Regions from separate parts of the Hordeum vulgare genome. Here all the other regions are linked to region 3. Evidence: chromatin contacts called from public Hi-C data. All regions are on one chromosome and are shown on one strand. The core of a region is the stretch at or near the end of the contact, and the rest is flanking DNA. Distances in the headings are between cores, read along the strand shown.

Region 1 (4,319 bases), core at 180-2,679, 440 kb before region 3:
GGTGGAAAGCAGTTTGGGGAGGCTAGAGATCAAGTTTCAAATGATAGGATTGGAATATCTTGGTCTCAACACATGAGTAGGTGGTTCTCTCTTAGAAAATGGATCTGGCAATTAAGAGTGTGTTTTCTGCGTGCTTCTCCCGCGAATGAGAGGTGGGTGAAGGGGTATATATAGGCAGCAGCCAAAATCCAACCGTTACACAAAAAAGGGCAAACTCAGTGACACCAAAGTTGACAACTCGGTGGTATCGATTATCACAAAAGTCTAAACTTTTGAATCTCGGTGAGACTGATATATGAAACTCGATGGTACCGAAAAGGTGACTAACGGTCAGATGATCAAACTCGATGACACCGATACTCAAACTCGGAAATTTCGATTTTGTGTATCTTGGCAACAGAATGTTGGTCACACTGAACTCGGTAGCACCGACTTGGTTTCGGTTGCACCGATTTGGTGGGAATGGCCAGGGTTTCTGTCTGAGATCAAACTCGTTTGGTCCGATATGAAAATGTTGGTGACACCGAATTTGTGAATGTGGATCTTGATAGAGTGGATATGTGGGAAAAATGACTGAGTGTTTTGGTGGCTAACTTTGAGCATTTGAACAATTAGTTCAATTTACTACCTCATCCCCTTTTAATAGTATTGACTTTCCTATGGACTCAAAAATGATTTCTCATAAATATAAAATGAAGAGTCTTCTAGCTTGAAGCTTGAGTCAATATTATTCCTTTCTTGCATCAGGGGCATCTCCACATAAACCTTAAGCCATAGCATCTTTTGAACTTTTTCTGAAATATACTTGGAAAACATATTAGTCCAATGATGCATATGTTGTTATCAATTATCAAAACCACCCTAGGAAGCAATTGTGCTTTTACTCCTCCAGTAGCGCCACGAACACCTCCTCATAACCGGAGTCCATCGCCCAGGCAAATCACCGAACACTTGGCGGGCGTGGCGGACGCGCGGCCGCGTACGTGCCCGGAGCGTCAGGAGAACTCACAAAGAAGTGGGGGGCGGGGGAGGGGGCGAAGACGTGGTGAACCCTACGTCCGTCGACGAGGAGATGTCCTCTGTAGCCACGGTAGGGAGGTGGACGGCGCCGGAATCGGCACGGTGACGAAAGGTGTGGTGCGTGAGGGGCGGCTCCGGAGAAGAAAATGCCTTTTTTCGCGTGACAGGGCCCGACGCGTCGTTTTCCCTTCCGCCGGTGGCCCCGGGCTCCCCCAACATGCTGGGTTCGGGCTGAGATCGTCGGGACCAATTTCAACACTAACCGACGAAAAACCGGCTCCTCGGACGCGAATGAGCCGTTTTTCCTCGTCGGCAGAAAAAAAAAAAGATGGACTGGAAGGGATTGCTGGGGGCGCGGCTCTAGATGCTCCTACTGTATAATCCACTCCCCACATCCACCAGCTCCATCCATGGCCTTCTCGCCCGCTCTCCACCTCCACCACCCGCCTCGCCTCCATCACCTCCTCCTCTCCTCCAACCCTCTTTCGTCCTCCTCCTGCGCTCAATACCCATGGCTCTCCGCCTGGTCCCGTCCCCGCCGCGGCCTCCGACCGCCAGCCCCCGCTCTGGACCTCCGCCCGGAGCCCTCCCCCACTTCCGGCTCCGACGACGAGGACGCCGTAGGAACTAGCCGCCACTCCGGACGCTCCACCATGTCTCTCATTCTCCACCGTCTCAAGCGCGCGGGCTACTCACTTGAGGCCCAAATCCCCCCCTCCACCTTCTCTCAGCACCCGCGGCGGGGCTCCGTGGAGGACGTGTTCCGCGCGGACGATGGTGTGCTTCCCAACGCGCGCGGGGGATTCGACGATGACGCGGAGTCCTCGCTCATGGACGCGCGGTTTCCGTGGGAGCGGCCGATGCCCCCGCCCGAGGCGGCTGCGCGGGCCGCGAGGTCGCCGGCGTGGATGGCGGAGCTTACGCTTCCTGAACCCGAGCTTAGGCGCCTTCGGCACGCGGCGATGAGGATCAAGTCGAAGACCCAGGTGGGTGGCGCTGGGGTGACGCGGGAAATCGTGGCAAAAATCAAGGAGAAGTGGAGGACGGATGAGGTGGTCAGGGTCAAGGTCAACGGCACGCCTGCGCTCAACATGCGCCTCTTCCACGAGATACTAGAGGTGTGTATTGAATTTTTCCAGAATCTCTTAGCTTGCATCAAGCTCTTCTTTGGTTTCTTTTTGATGGAAATTCTGGATTGCTGGTGCTGTTCTTACCAATTTAGTAGTTCATTTATGCTTGAGGCGGGTTGCGGCATGCAACTTGTATCAACTGCAAGGTGAATTAGTTTTTGGATGGAATTGTTGGTAGATTTTTAACAATGCTGTGTGTATTTTGTACTGTGTTGGTTCGAAACTTGAGCTGTAGGTTTAGCTGTAAAATGTGACTTGGAATCTTGTATGTGTCTCACTCGGCAGTTGTCCCTAAGTAACACTGAAGTCAGATGCATTAATTATCCCAAAGAAGGCAGTATACATTTGTTGAGATAAAATTAGCTCAGAGTTAGCCAATACCGAATCAGTGTTTTTCTTTACCTTTGGCGTCATGTCCACGAACTGGTACATACATGTCCACGAACTGGTACATACTCGACTGCCGGGCTACTCTTTTGGCTTGTTATTGATCTTCGGGGAGGTCTCCGATTTGGAGGAATTGGACGATCTGCTGCGCCCATGCCGGAGCCAGGGGCTTGATGACAAGGACTAAAGGCGTTTTTCTTCTGCCGCGGGAGCGCAGTCTTCTACGGCAAGGGCTGCTGAGCCCGCTGGAGCCTGTTGGAATCCCCGAGATGAGCGGCTAGAGGGGAAAAACAGGTTTTTTTCTCAACGTCAGGCGGAATAAGACTACTAATTGGCTGATTGATGATTGGTTGATTTTGCAAACTGAATGATGATGTGGCATAAAGCTGATGTGGACAGTGTGCATGTTGAGAGAGTGGGTAGAAGTGGGGATCAACTTCTTAAGAATGTTAGATACTAGCCTGGTTGAGAAAAATCGATAGCAAAAACTTCTTTAATACTGAAAATTATCAAGAACATTATTCAGAAAAGGCATAATTTAGTAACTTAACGATCACATCAGTTTTAGGGCACAATAATTGTTCTTTGCCAGAATCATGCAGAAGCTTGCAAACTTCTTGAAACTTGAGCTTAGTGAAATCACTTATGGAACTAAACTGAGTTAAAAGCTAGTTGACTAGTTCAAAGTCGAGTTTGGTTTATGTCCAAATCAAGACACAATATTAAATATTTTCCTATTGGTGCAATAATGTAACTCCAATAATTGATTGCACAGAAAATCAGTGATTTGACTACCAGAAGACTTACCAAATCAATGGTCAATTAGGACCTGTTAACAAGTGCAAGCAGAGAAGGAAGTATATGTTTATTCAGCATGTTGATTAGTTTTCTTTGGGCCACAATTAGCCTAAAGCTTCATTTGTTATCTATACACATGACCTACTAGTTCTACTGAATACATCTTTAGAGTTATAGTTCTTGCCAATCTAATAACTGTTTTCTTTTGGTTGATCCTGATTAGAGAAAAACAGGGGGATTGGTAATATGGAGGTCAGGAACTTCTGTTTCTCTTTACCGGGGAGTAGCCTATGACGTACCTGATACCACTAAGGGAACAAATAGGACTTGGCAGGATGTTGGTATGAAGTCCTCAATAAAAGGGCCTCCTATCCCTTCCTCAATACCTAACGAGAAAGTTAATAGCATGCAAGGTAGTAATGGAGGTTTGGTATCTAATACTGAGAAAGAGGAAGCAATTGAAACAGTTCCAGAAATCAAATATGAAGAAGAAATTGGCAGGTTGTTGGATGAGCTTGGCCCTAGATACAGCGACTGGCCTGGATCCAATCCATTACCAGTAGATGCAGATTTGCTTCCCGCAACTATACCTGGTTACAAACCCCCTTTCAGAGTTCTGCCATATGGAGTACGGCGGTCACTCAGCCGAAAGGACACTACCAATTTGCGGCGTCTTGCTCGGGGACTGCCTCCTCACTTTGCTCTCGGTACCTTTGTTGTTTTAGTTAGCTCCTTATTTTTCTTTCTCAAGTTCTACAATCATTTGGTGATGTTTCCCCTTACCGATGAATATTAGGGCGAAGCAGACAACTCCAAGGATTAGCAGCTGCTATGGTGAAGTTATGGGAGAGAAGTTCCATTGCAAAAGTTGCTTTGAAGAGAGGAGTGCAACTTACTACCAGTGAGAGGATGGCTGAAGATATCAAAGTAAATATAGACTCGCTTTCATTAAAAATACATCAGTTTTTGTACTCCTTACTTATG
Region 2 (4,759 bases), core at 1,540-4,039, 290 kb after region 3:
AATTGTTCATTTTTTGTCAAAACTTTTTCGTGTTTGTCAAGAATTGTTTGGAATTTTAAAAAATGTTCCTATTTTTTAAGATTTGTTCACAATTTAATAATTATTGTAAAAATTATTCGGAACATTTTTTTAAATTCCTGAACAATTTTTATAAACATGAACATATTAAAATTTGCATACAAGAACAGTTTTTTGAAATTGCTGAACATTTTTTGAACTTGTGAACAAAAATATGTGTTCAAAGTTTTTCAAATATGTGTTCAAAAATTCCAAAAAATGTTCACGGATTCAAAATTTGTTAAAAATTTCATAATTTGTGCGTATATTAAAAAATGTTCCTGTTCAAAAATCATTCAGAAATTCAGAAAATGTCTGCAGTTAACAAATTTAGTTTGGAATATCAGAAAATGTTCCATTTGTCGAATGCATTTTCAAAAATTAAAAAATGCTCGAAGTTTCAATAAAATTTTAGAATTTCATAATTTGTACATATATTAAAAAAAGATCCTGTTTCCTAAAATTGTTCAAAAATTCAGAAAATGTTTGCACATTTTCAAAATATGCACTTTAAAAAGTGCAGTTTTTTCAAATATTAAATATCGCTGCAGTAACTAAACCTAGTTTGCTACATTAACTGATTCAAATTTGCTACAGTAGAGTGGCCAGGTTCTCCGCTACAGCTAGTTCTTTAGGTTGGGCCTTGCAATACGAACCACAAAGCTTCTCTGGTGAAGTGGCTATGAGCTCGCAATCTTAAGTGGCTGGTCACCTGTTTGAATTTTCATCGGGCCATCGACATCCTCGCTTTTTGTTATCTTTTCTCGTTCTGCAGTGCATATTAATGGGCCTCCTAGTCGCGCTGTCTCCTGTGCGCTGCGGCGCCAATTTGGCGCAAAGAGCGTCAAATAGATCCTCCCCATTACTGTCGTTAGTGCACCACCACAGCACGGGCAGGGGGAGCAACTGGTTAGCGAGCGCTCCTTCGGGAGCCTTCCAGCGATCGCTCCCGTGCGCTGCCACTTGGCGCGTTTCCAGCCGTCGTCACGTGTCGCGCTTTGAGCGTTTCTTCAGATTTTGTTTTTATTTTATTTTTTCGCACGCGTTTTCTTCTTTTTTGAGTGATTTTTTTCCAATTTTTTTGTGTTTTGGTTTTTCACCGGTCTTTCGTAACTTTAGGATGGAAAATTTTACGCGAAAAAACACGTTTTCTGTTTTTTTGTGAGAGGCACGGGAAAGGAATTTTTTTTACGAGAGGCACGGTTTTGCTTCCGCGAAAGACTCGGTTTTGCCTTCGCGATAGGCACGCCCATACCTTTCGGAAAGGAAAAATGTGTTTTCTAAATTTTTTTTGTGACAGGCACGGTTTTGCTACCGTGAAAGACACGGTTTTGCCTTCGCAAGAGGCATGCCCGTGCCTCTTCCGAAAGGGGGAAAACGTGTTTCCTGCTCACTTTTTTGCAAGAGGCATGATTTTGAATCCGCGAAAGGCACGATTTTGCCTTCGCGAGAGGCACGTCCGTGCCTCTCCCGAAAAGGGGGAAAACTCGTTTTCTGCTCTTGTTTTTTCGCGAGAGACACGATTTTGCTTCCGCGAAAGGCACGATTTTGCCTTCGTGAGAGGCACGACCCGTGCCTCTTGGAAAGGAAAAAACGTGTTTTCTTTTTTTTCCTATTGCGCGAGGCACGGTTTTTATGTACGAATTTTTTTCTTTTTTTTATGAAAAAAAGTTCATCAAAACCTATCAATGGAATCTAGTTTTGAAGATCTCGACGCGAGAAAGCCGACAGTGAAAACGGTTCGAGATTTTAATGTACGGTTTAGGAAATAAAACGTTTTGAAAATACAGATCACGAAAAAAGAAAAAACTCTTGGGTTACAACAAATGACATGCATGCAGTGTCCTACTTGTCACAACCTGTAAAGCTGTGAGTAATCGTTAGAAGGTGTATTCGCTAATAGTGATTTCGCGGGCAGGGCCATCCAAAATTGTGTTAACCTTTTTACGGGTTACAGGCCTTCTCGGGTCTCGGGTCAGGACGGCCCAGTTGCATAATTTACCAGGCCGCTACTGGCCAGTGTCCACCACCACAGCACGGCTCGGAGGAGGATGCTGCGCCGCCGCCTGAGGACGTGGCCGTGGCCTTGGCCAGCGGCAAGGCGGGGGCTGTCGCGGCTGGCGCCGCCGGCGCCCGCGCCGGTGGTGCGCGTGGACAGCAACAACGTGGCCCGCCTCGGCTCGCCAAAGCCCGGGCCGAGGCCGCGGCAGCTGCTCTCCCTGCCGCCGTTCCCCGCCGGGGCCGACCCGCTCCCCGGGAGGAAGGTGGCCCCGCGCCACGTGACGGCGGTCAGCTGGGTGAAGCACTGCTTAGCCGACGTGCCGCAGGAGGTCGTGCAGGCGCACTTCAACAAGAGGCAGGTACGTACTACTGGTGCCACGCCTCCTCACTCTGTACCGGCCCTGTTATCATCTGCGGTCTTATTAACGCAAAGATTGTTAACACACGATAAGAATGGGATTACATTGTTGTCAAATGCGAATTGCTTGTTCAAAGTGTAGGCTATTCTAGATTTCTAGTGGCGAAATGCAATGTAGCTGCTTTCATGCTTAGGTACCATTGATTTGTTATAATGAATTCAGCTAATGTTTTTCTCCAATGAGCTATTGATTGATTCGATTTTTAGTTTTTTATTTTTTGCTTTAGCTTCTATCATTTCACTACCAGTTTTACACTGCATTTAGGCACTGTTTTTCAATCTGACATGAAAAGTGAGGTTATCTGTTATCAGGTGTATACTGAGTGCTCAGAGCAGGAGGTTTTGGCAGAGAGCATTCGGTGCCAGAAGCATCATTTGAAAAGGGTATGTAATGAGGAGTTCATGCTGTATTTTCTGGGGTTCTTTTAGTGAACTCCTATTTGCTACGTGAGTGAAGTAAATATGCTCAGCAGTTCGTTGCAGATCAAGCATTCTGAAGTGATGGAGCCTGGCATGAGAATTCATCTTCCCGTGTCTGTGGCCGAGGCCGAGATAAAGAAGCGGTATGAGACCATTCCAACTGCGACATTGCATCCGAATAGGGATGAGATTGAGTACCTGAAAAGGCTTGTCATCTACAAGGTATTCTATAATTGTATGTTGTATTCTGTATTTCTGATTAGTTTCTTGCATAATTACTGCTGTAACAAAAGCTTTTTGGTTGGCAATATGTAAGCTTCTGATCCTCTGTATAGTCAGTAGTGCGGTGAACTAACTTGCACAAACAGGATTTGACATGTGTAAATCACGTGTCTGTCTACATATTATATACTTCCACAATACAATAAAAATGCCATTCACATTTTACTTATTGGTATTTTCAAAGGTGTCACCATTGAAATGTTTCATCTAGAGTTTATTATTTAATTTTCTTGTTCAGATTCGTAATAGTAATGCTGAGATTTCGATATTATAGGACTCGGCCATACTTGTGCTTAACAAGCCCCCAAAAGTGCCCATGAAGGGGAATTTGCCAGTACACAACAGTATGGATGTACTTGCAGCAGCAGCACTGTCATTTGGGAATGAAGAGGGTCCGAAATTGGTACGATTGTTTCTCTTTATTTGGGTTACCATGTGTAATCTTAAGCTCTCTCTGAGGATTTCCTTCCCATGGTTTGTGATTGCAGGTTCATCGACTGGACAGAGATTCTAGTGGTTTACTGTTGATGGGGAGAACAAGAGAAAGCTTTACCCGGTTGCACTGGCTCTTCACTAGCATCAAATTAGCAAAAACAGCTTCACAGGTTAACATAAGTTCGTGACTTTTGCGACTTGGCAAGGGGACTTGTATCTAAATGATTTCGATTGACATACCTTTTTACAATAATAGCCAGCTGATGTTGTATATTATTGATGGATCTTGTAGACATGGAATACAGCCTGTGAATCGTACTTGCAGAGGTACTGGGCATTGGTCATTGGGACCCCTACAGAGAGTGAAGGAGTTATATCTGCCCCTCTCACAAAGGTATTTTCTCGTGTATCTTGCTAAGGAAAATATTTGGTTATTAGGAAATTATTATGCTATGTAGAATCCTTTACTGTTTTATGTTACTTAAATCATTGCATCATCTAGAAGATGTAGTCATCTTTAGCACTCTCATCAACCATCACAGTTCGTGCATCCCTGGCCCCTTTCACGGATTGAACCAAGATGCTTCATAGATAAGGTCATACTCGTATGTAGTAACGGTACATTTGGTTAATGGCGAGTTTTGTCACATGTCCTAGTTCCTCTCTCACTAAATTAGGTACTTCTTGATGATGGAAAAGCCGAGAGGGTCATTCTGGCGCATCCCTCTGGCATTGATGGTGCACAAGAGGCTGTAACTGAGTATCGGGTGATGGGACCAACCATCAATGGCTGTTCCTGGATTGAGTTGCGCCCATTGACAGGGCGGAAGCATCAGGTACTCTCACATGACCTAATTAATTCTTACTGATGAACATGTGTCTGTATAATATATGAAGATGTTAACGTACATAATATTATGGATATGATGTACATCCTGTTGCATCATCCTTTGCATTTCCCTTAAATGCCTCGGTTCGTTTTGTTAATCCGGTGAATATATTCACATATAGTATATTCAAAAATTTCAACTGAAATCACCAATCTAAACTATACCGACCCTGCTGCAGCTCCGAGTGCATTGTGCGGAAGCCTTAGGCACTCCCATTGTTGGAGATTACAAATATGGGTGGTTCGTGCACCAAAGG
Region 3 (4,710 bases), core at 257-2,756:
TCACGTACTGCCATACATAATGTTTTCATAATGAGATTTAGCTATTGAGTGAGAACGTCGTGCACTTTTCGTCGTCGTATGCATCGTCCATGCGGATCCGTGGCGTTTGCAGTGTGTGGGTATTCAAGGCGGCGACGGCGTCCTCGTGTTCTAGATCCGCGACGACCGCGTCGTGGTGATCCGCGACAGTCGTGACCCGGTGATTCACGGCGTATCCGAGGCACCGATGGTGGAGTGGAGTCGACGATGTTCTGATGATCCGCTACGGTCGTGTCTTGTTGATCCGCGATGACGACGACGGTCGCGGGCATCCCCCTGTTCGATGGCTGCCGCATCTCGTTTAGGAGAGGAGGCATCGGCCGCGAAGGCCGCGTCCCGTCGTACCAACCAAGGTGGGAGGGATGATGGGAGGAGAGACGAAAAAAATTCAGACGAGGGTGGGAGGAGGGACAAAAAAGAACCCACACAAAAAGCGGAGGACGAAAAATAACCATGGACGCAATCCTACCAACCAAGCCTTTAGGACTAGATATAAAAGGTGAACCAACATGTGGTTGGATGGTTAGAGGGTCAGTGATATCCTGAGCCCATCAGAATTCAAGTCCCAAAGCTTGCATTATTTCTGAATTTATTTTCGGCGATGCGCATTCAGTGAGAGGAGACGTTTCCGTTGACAAGACTCTTAGACGACTTCGTAAATCTCACGATAATATGTCGGCTCAGTCTCTCAAAAATGCTCATAGCGATAGGATGTGTGTGTATACGTAGGGGTAAGTATATGCATGTTTATATGAATGCTTGCATTTGTACTGTGTTAATAAATAAATAAAGATAACAAATATTAGAACCGAAGTGCTTCGTGCAACACATGATCTTATCATTTGGGTATAAATTTTAGTCGACTTAAGGTTTAGGAAAGTCCAACTCTCCTTGTATTATTTTTTTGAATGTTTTACTCCGTATAGGTGTAAAATTTTAAACACACGGGTATTTTCTTCTTCTTCAACATAGTATAGACGCAATCGTTCATATACATGCGTATACACTCATCCTTATAAACACACACGCGCATACTCTATCTCTATGAACACCTCCGAAAGACTGAGCCGTCATATCATTTTAAGATTTTTGAAGTCATCGTCGACGAAAACGTCTCCTTGCATTAAAAGTGTATCATCGAAAATTTTAAAATAAATTCAGAAACAATACAAACACCAAGACTTGAATCATAATATGCTAGAATAATACTAATCCCTCTAACCATTCAACCAGAAATTGGTTTACACCCATATCTATATTTCTCTGCCGGAGCCATTTCCACGTTCCGAGTACAGCTGCTCCATTCGGGTGGCCGTAGCGTCCAGCGCACCTGCTACCGTCACCGAGCTGACCCCTGTGCCCCGTGCTCCGGCGACACGTTGGCGTACCAGATAGGCCCGTCACCGTCACCACCACCGCATCCCCGCCGCACATCATCTCCCAGCACGACCCTCAAAGCAGTGGGGACGACGCCGCCGCCCGCGGCAAGCAAGCGGTTCGAGGGTTTTAGACGCGACATCCCTTTTTCTCCGCCCGCAAAAGAGAAAGAGGGGAAGACCCAGAGAGGAGGAGCAAGGCTTCCAGAAGGAGAAGATCGTCGGCGACGAGAGGGAGAAGGGGGACTCGACCTGGTTCTTCTCCGGGGAGGGAGAGGGAGAGGGAAGCGAGGGCTGGCCAGTTGCCGCGGCTTGGGGCGAGGAGGTCAAGGTAAAGGAGGTGGCCGGGTTGGTGCCGGCTCTGGTGCTCGCCTAGGGTTTGGAAGCTTCGGCTGGCTCGGAGGCGCCAAGGTACCTATCCCTCTCGTTCGCTCTCCCTCGCTCTCTCCCGTATATAATCAGGCGACCTCACTAGAACAAGCACAAAAAAAGTCGTCTAAAAAGACTCACCGGAACAGAAAGGAACCGGGATTTTCCTCGATTTTGTTGTGATTTGGAGGTACAGGATTGAGGGTGTCGAGGACGGCCTAACTTTGTGTCCAGGTGTCTGATGGATTTGTGCCTGATTTCGCTGCCAAGCTCTTGCCTTTTAGGTGCAAATTGGGCGCTTTCGCTTTGGAATTGCTGTGTGCTTGGGCTGCAAGCATGCAATCCATTGCGTTAGGCTTCTCGTTGACAAGTCATTTCTATTTACCCCAAGTTATAATGCCACATTTTGGGTCATCCAGAGATTCCGAGGCTTGGTACCTTAGCATGTTTGGGTAGTCTCCTTGTATGTTATTATTATTCTGTCATTCATAGTTTCCTAATATGAAACATTAACTCTGGAAATCATTTGCTTCAACCAAGCTTATCTTGTTGCCTGCTGAATGTGCCAAATCGGTAAATCCAGTTACCCCTGAATGGATATACATAAAAAAGTTGATCTTGAATAGCTAGACTAGGAAAATGATAGAGTAGGAATGTAACTTGCTAATATAGTCAATTGATAAACACTAAATATTCATTTTCCCCCTCTCATCTGGTTCCTTGCAGTGTAATGGCCACACAGAGTGCTGTTCGGTTAATTGGAGGGGGAGGGGCTGGTGGCTGGACTAAGGATTTCGGAGCATTCGACTCTCCACTGGGAAATCTTCCTGGAGAAGGGCTGGGGTTTGTGGAGAGTGGCAGTGGGATTTATGGGGGCTGGGGGGAGTCTGTCCCAAATCGAAGTGGAAGCGCGCCTCCTAGCATGGAGGGATCTCTTGCTGCTCTTGGTAATCTTATAGGCCAGAAGAGTGGAAACTTCGACGCCAGTTTAGGTAACTTGGACAATGTGATTGGAAGTTCCACGGCCGAGGAGCAGTTACGTGCTGATCCTGCATACTTCGACTATTATGGTTCCAAGGTGAATTTGAACCCAAGGCTTCCTCCTCCACTAATCTCAAGGGAGAGTCGCCGCTTCATGAACCGAGTTGGCAAGGTTAAAGAATGGAGAGTGGTTTCCCAGGATGACAGCAATAAAGGCTCCTTATTTATACCTCGATCTACTCTATCAACTCACAAGGAAGAACCTGAAGATGATAAGTCTCCAAGGTTGGATTCAAGTTCTGCAGATGATGAACAGATGAATCTTGTGGATTTTGTGCCAGTGAGTGTTCTGCATAGACCATAAGTCTCTCTTGCCTGCTTTCCATTCTTCTGATTGATTATGTGCCGCCTAGGGATGCTTGGCCTCTGTACCTGCTTGAAATACTAGTAATAATAACTGTGTCAGACCAAAGTATTAATGCAATTGCTTTCCTATGTTAAGATGCAATCAAGTTTATTGTAAGAAGTTGGAAATGAACTACTTTGCGCTTATATCAATATCAGCCAATCTTTGGACTCCAGTTTGAAGGGAAATCAGTGCTCCTTTGTTAGAAATGGTTGGCTTTGTTTGGATAATTTAAGTATTCATTGATTGCGCTAATCTAGTGATCTTGCTGCATATCTTGTAAATATTACCAAAACAAGGATGATTGGGCAGAAAATATGATGGTACTGAAAATATCTGAAACACCTGTTAGTTGCACTTGCATAATACTGAGTTCTTTTTTTTTTTTTTGCATAGATGCGCAATTAACGATCATGTTTAGTTACATTTTTTTTCCATGCTGCACATGCAAATGAAGGTTGACATTACTTTTAACATTTTAATTTTACGTCCCAGCATGTTACAGTTTATTGTCTTAATATCTGTTCATATTTTCTCTAGGAGAGCTTTCAGCAGAACCCCGGTTCTTTGTATGACAACTCTTCTTCACATCCATCAAGTAGCAGTATTGGTGATGGTGTAGCTGTCCATTCTAATATTGACTCATCAAGGAATTTGCCACATGATGTTGTCAAGCCATCAGGGTTGAATTCGTGGACACCTGTACCTTTGGCCAGTGGACTGATAAGTACACATAGTAGCAATCTCTCATCTACATATGCTCCCAGTTCATCATGTTCTGATAATAACCCTAGTGTACAAATTTCTGAGCAACAGCAAGAAAAGCAGAGCATAGGCACGGAGCCTGGAATTGATATGCCGATCAGTGAGGTGGTTGTTACTGAGCTTGATGTTGTGGACTCAAGTATGAAGAATTTGAAGTTAAGTTTGGATAGCCAGACTACGCCACAAGTTAAGCAGCAGTGGCAGGGCAATTTCTTGCAGCAGTATGACTTCTCACCTCTAGTCCAAGGTGACCATATGCCAATGACTCCTCACGGAGCACATCTTCCCCATGTTCCTTTTGTTGACAACTTGCCTCATACTCAGCTAAAACTACCCACTGGTGACATGCCGCAGCTTTTACCTCAACTTGGTATGCCGACACCCTTTTATACACCAAATTCTTTTGGAAGCCCATATTATCAGAATTTGCATCCAGCCAGTGTATTGGCAACTCCGTATGTGACTGGTGGGTATGCTTTGGGTGGTTCAGGTTTCCCACCCGTTATGACTAGCTATTCTCCCCAGAGTTCTGCTGCGACACCTCTCGACAGCCCTATGACTCCAAGCTTTAGTGGTAGGCCATCTGGTTTTCATTCAGCAGGGAATTTTACTGCAGGAACCGAACTTGTTCAGCCATACAAAATGTACGGGCAACTTGGGGTTCCCATGCAGCCACCCATTCCCGATCCAAACTTTTTTCAGTTCTTTCAGCATCCCTCTTTTCCACAGTATGCCAGTGGAAATCAATACAATACATTGGCTCCAAGGGGTAGT

The links. A called contact is a pair of places that touch in the nucleus more often than the background predicts.
Region 1: a contact with region 3 is called in a Hi-C map of leaf, with 7 times the contacts expected there. The contact joins the enhancer-like site here to the promoter of LOC123413488 in region 3. A contact is called at or near these places in 3 of 6 Hi-C or Micro-C datasets (leaf and seedling) and 1 of 1 datasets of contacts at active chromatin or transcription factors (embryo).
Region 2: a Hi-C map of leaf shows a contact between it and region 3, with 2.8 times the contacts expected there. The contact joins the promoter of LOC123411625 here to the promoter of LOC123413488 in region 3. A contact is called at or near these places in 3 of 6 Hi-C or Micro-C datasets (leaf and seedling) and 1 of 1 datasets of contacts at active chromatin or transcription factors (embryo).

The regions. Positions count from the first base shown.
Region 1 is chr7H:188,425,836-188,430,154 of MorexV3_pseudomolecules_assembly, reverse strand. It overlaps LOC123408595 (CRM-domain containing factor CFM3, chloroplastic/mitochondrial-like), which reads left to right. Exons shown (of 11, transcript XM_045101667.1): 3 at 1,337-2,138; 4 at 3,559-4,042; 5 at 4,132-4,262. Among protein-coding and RNA genes, the nearest start is that of LOC123408595, 6.4 kb to the left of the region's middle. Within about 2 kb of position 1,429, at least 3 of the 3 cell types and tissues checked have open chromatin away from gene starts, as enhancers often do. A contact at or near this core is called in leaf and seedling, where this site is marked.
Region 2 is chr7H:187,697,473-187,702,231 of MorexV3_pseudomolecules_assembly, reverse strand. LOC123411625 (RNA pseudouridine synthase 3, mitochondrial) reads left to right here and starts at 2,789. Exons shown (of 7, transcript XM_045104589.1): 1 at 2,789-2,860; 2 at 2,950-3,118; 3 at 3,453-3,581; 4 at 3,667-3,783; 5 at 3,906-4,007; 6 at 4,291-4,449; 7 at 4,682-4,759. The coding sequence starts at 2,978.
Region 3 is chr7H:187,984,245-187,988,954 of MorexV3_pseudomolecules_assembly, reverse strand. LOC123413488 (pumilio homolog 5-like) reads left to right here and starts at 1,506. Exons shown (of 10, transcript XM_045106428.1): 1 at 1,506-1,826; 2 at 2,511-3,105; 3 at 3,712-4,710. The coding sequence starts at 2,515.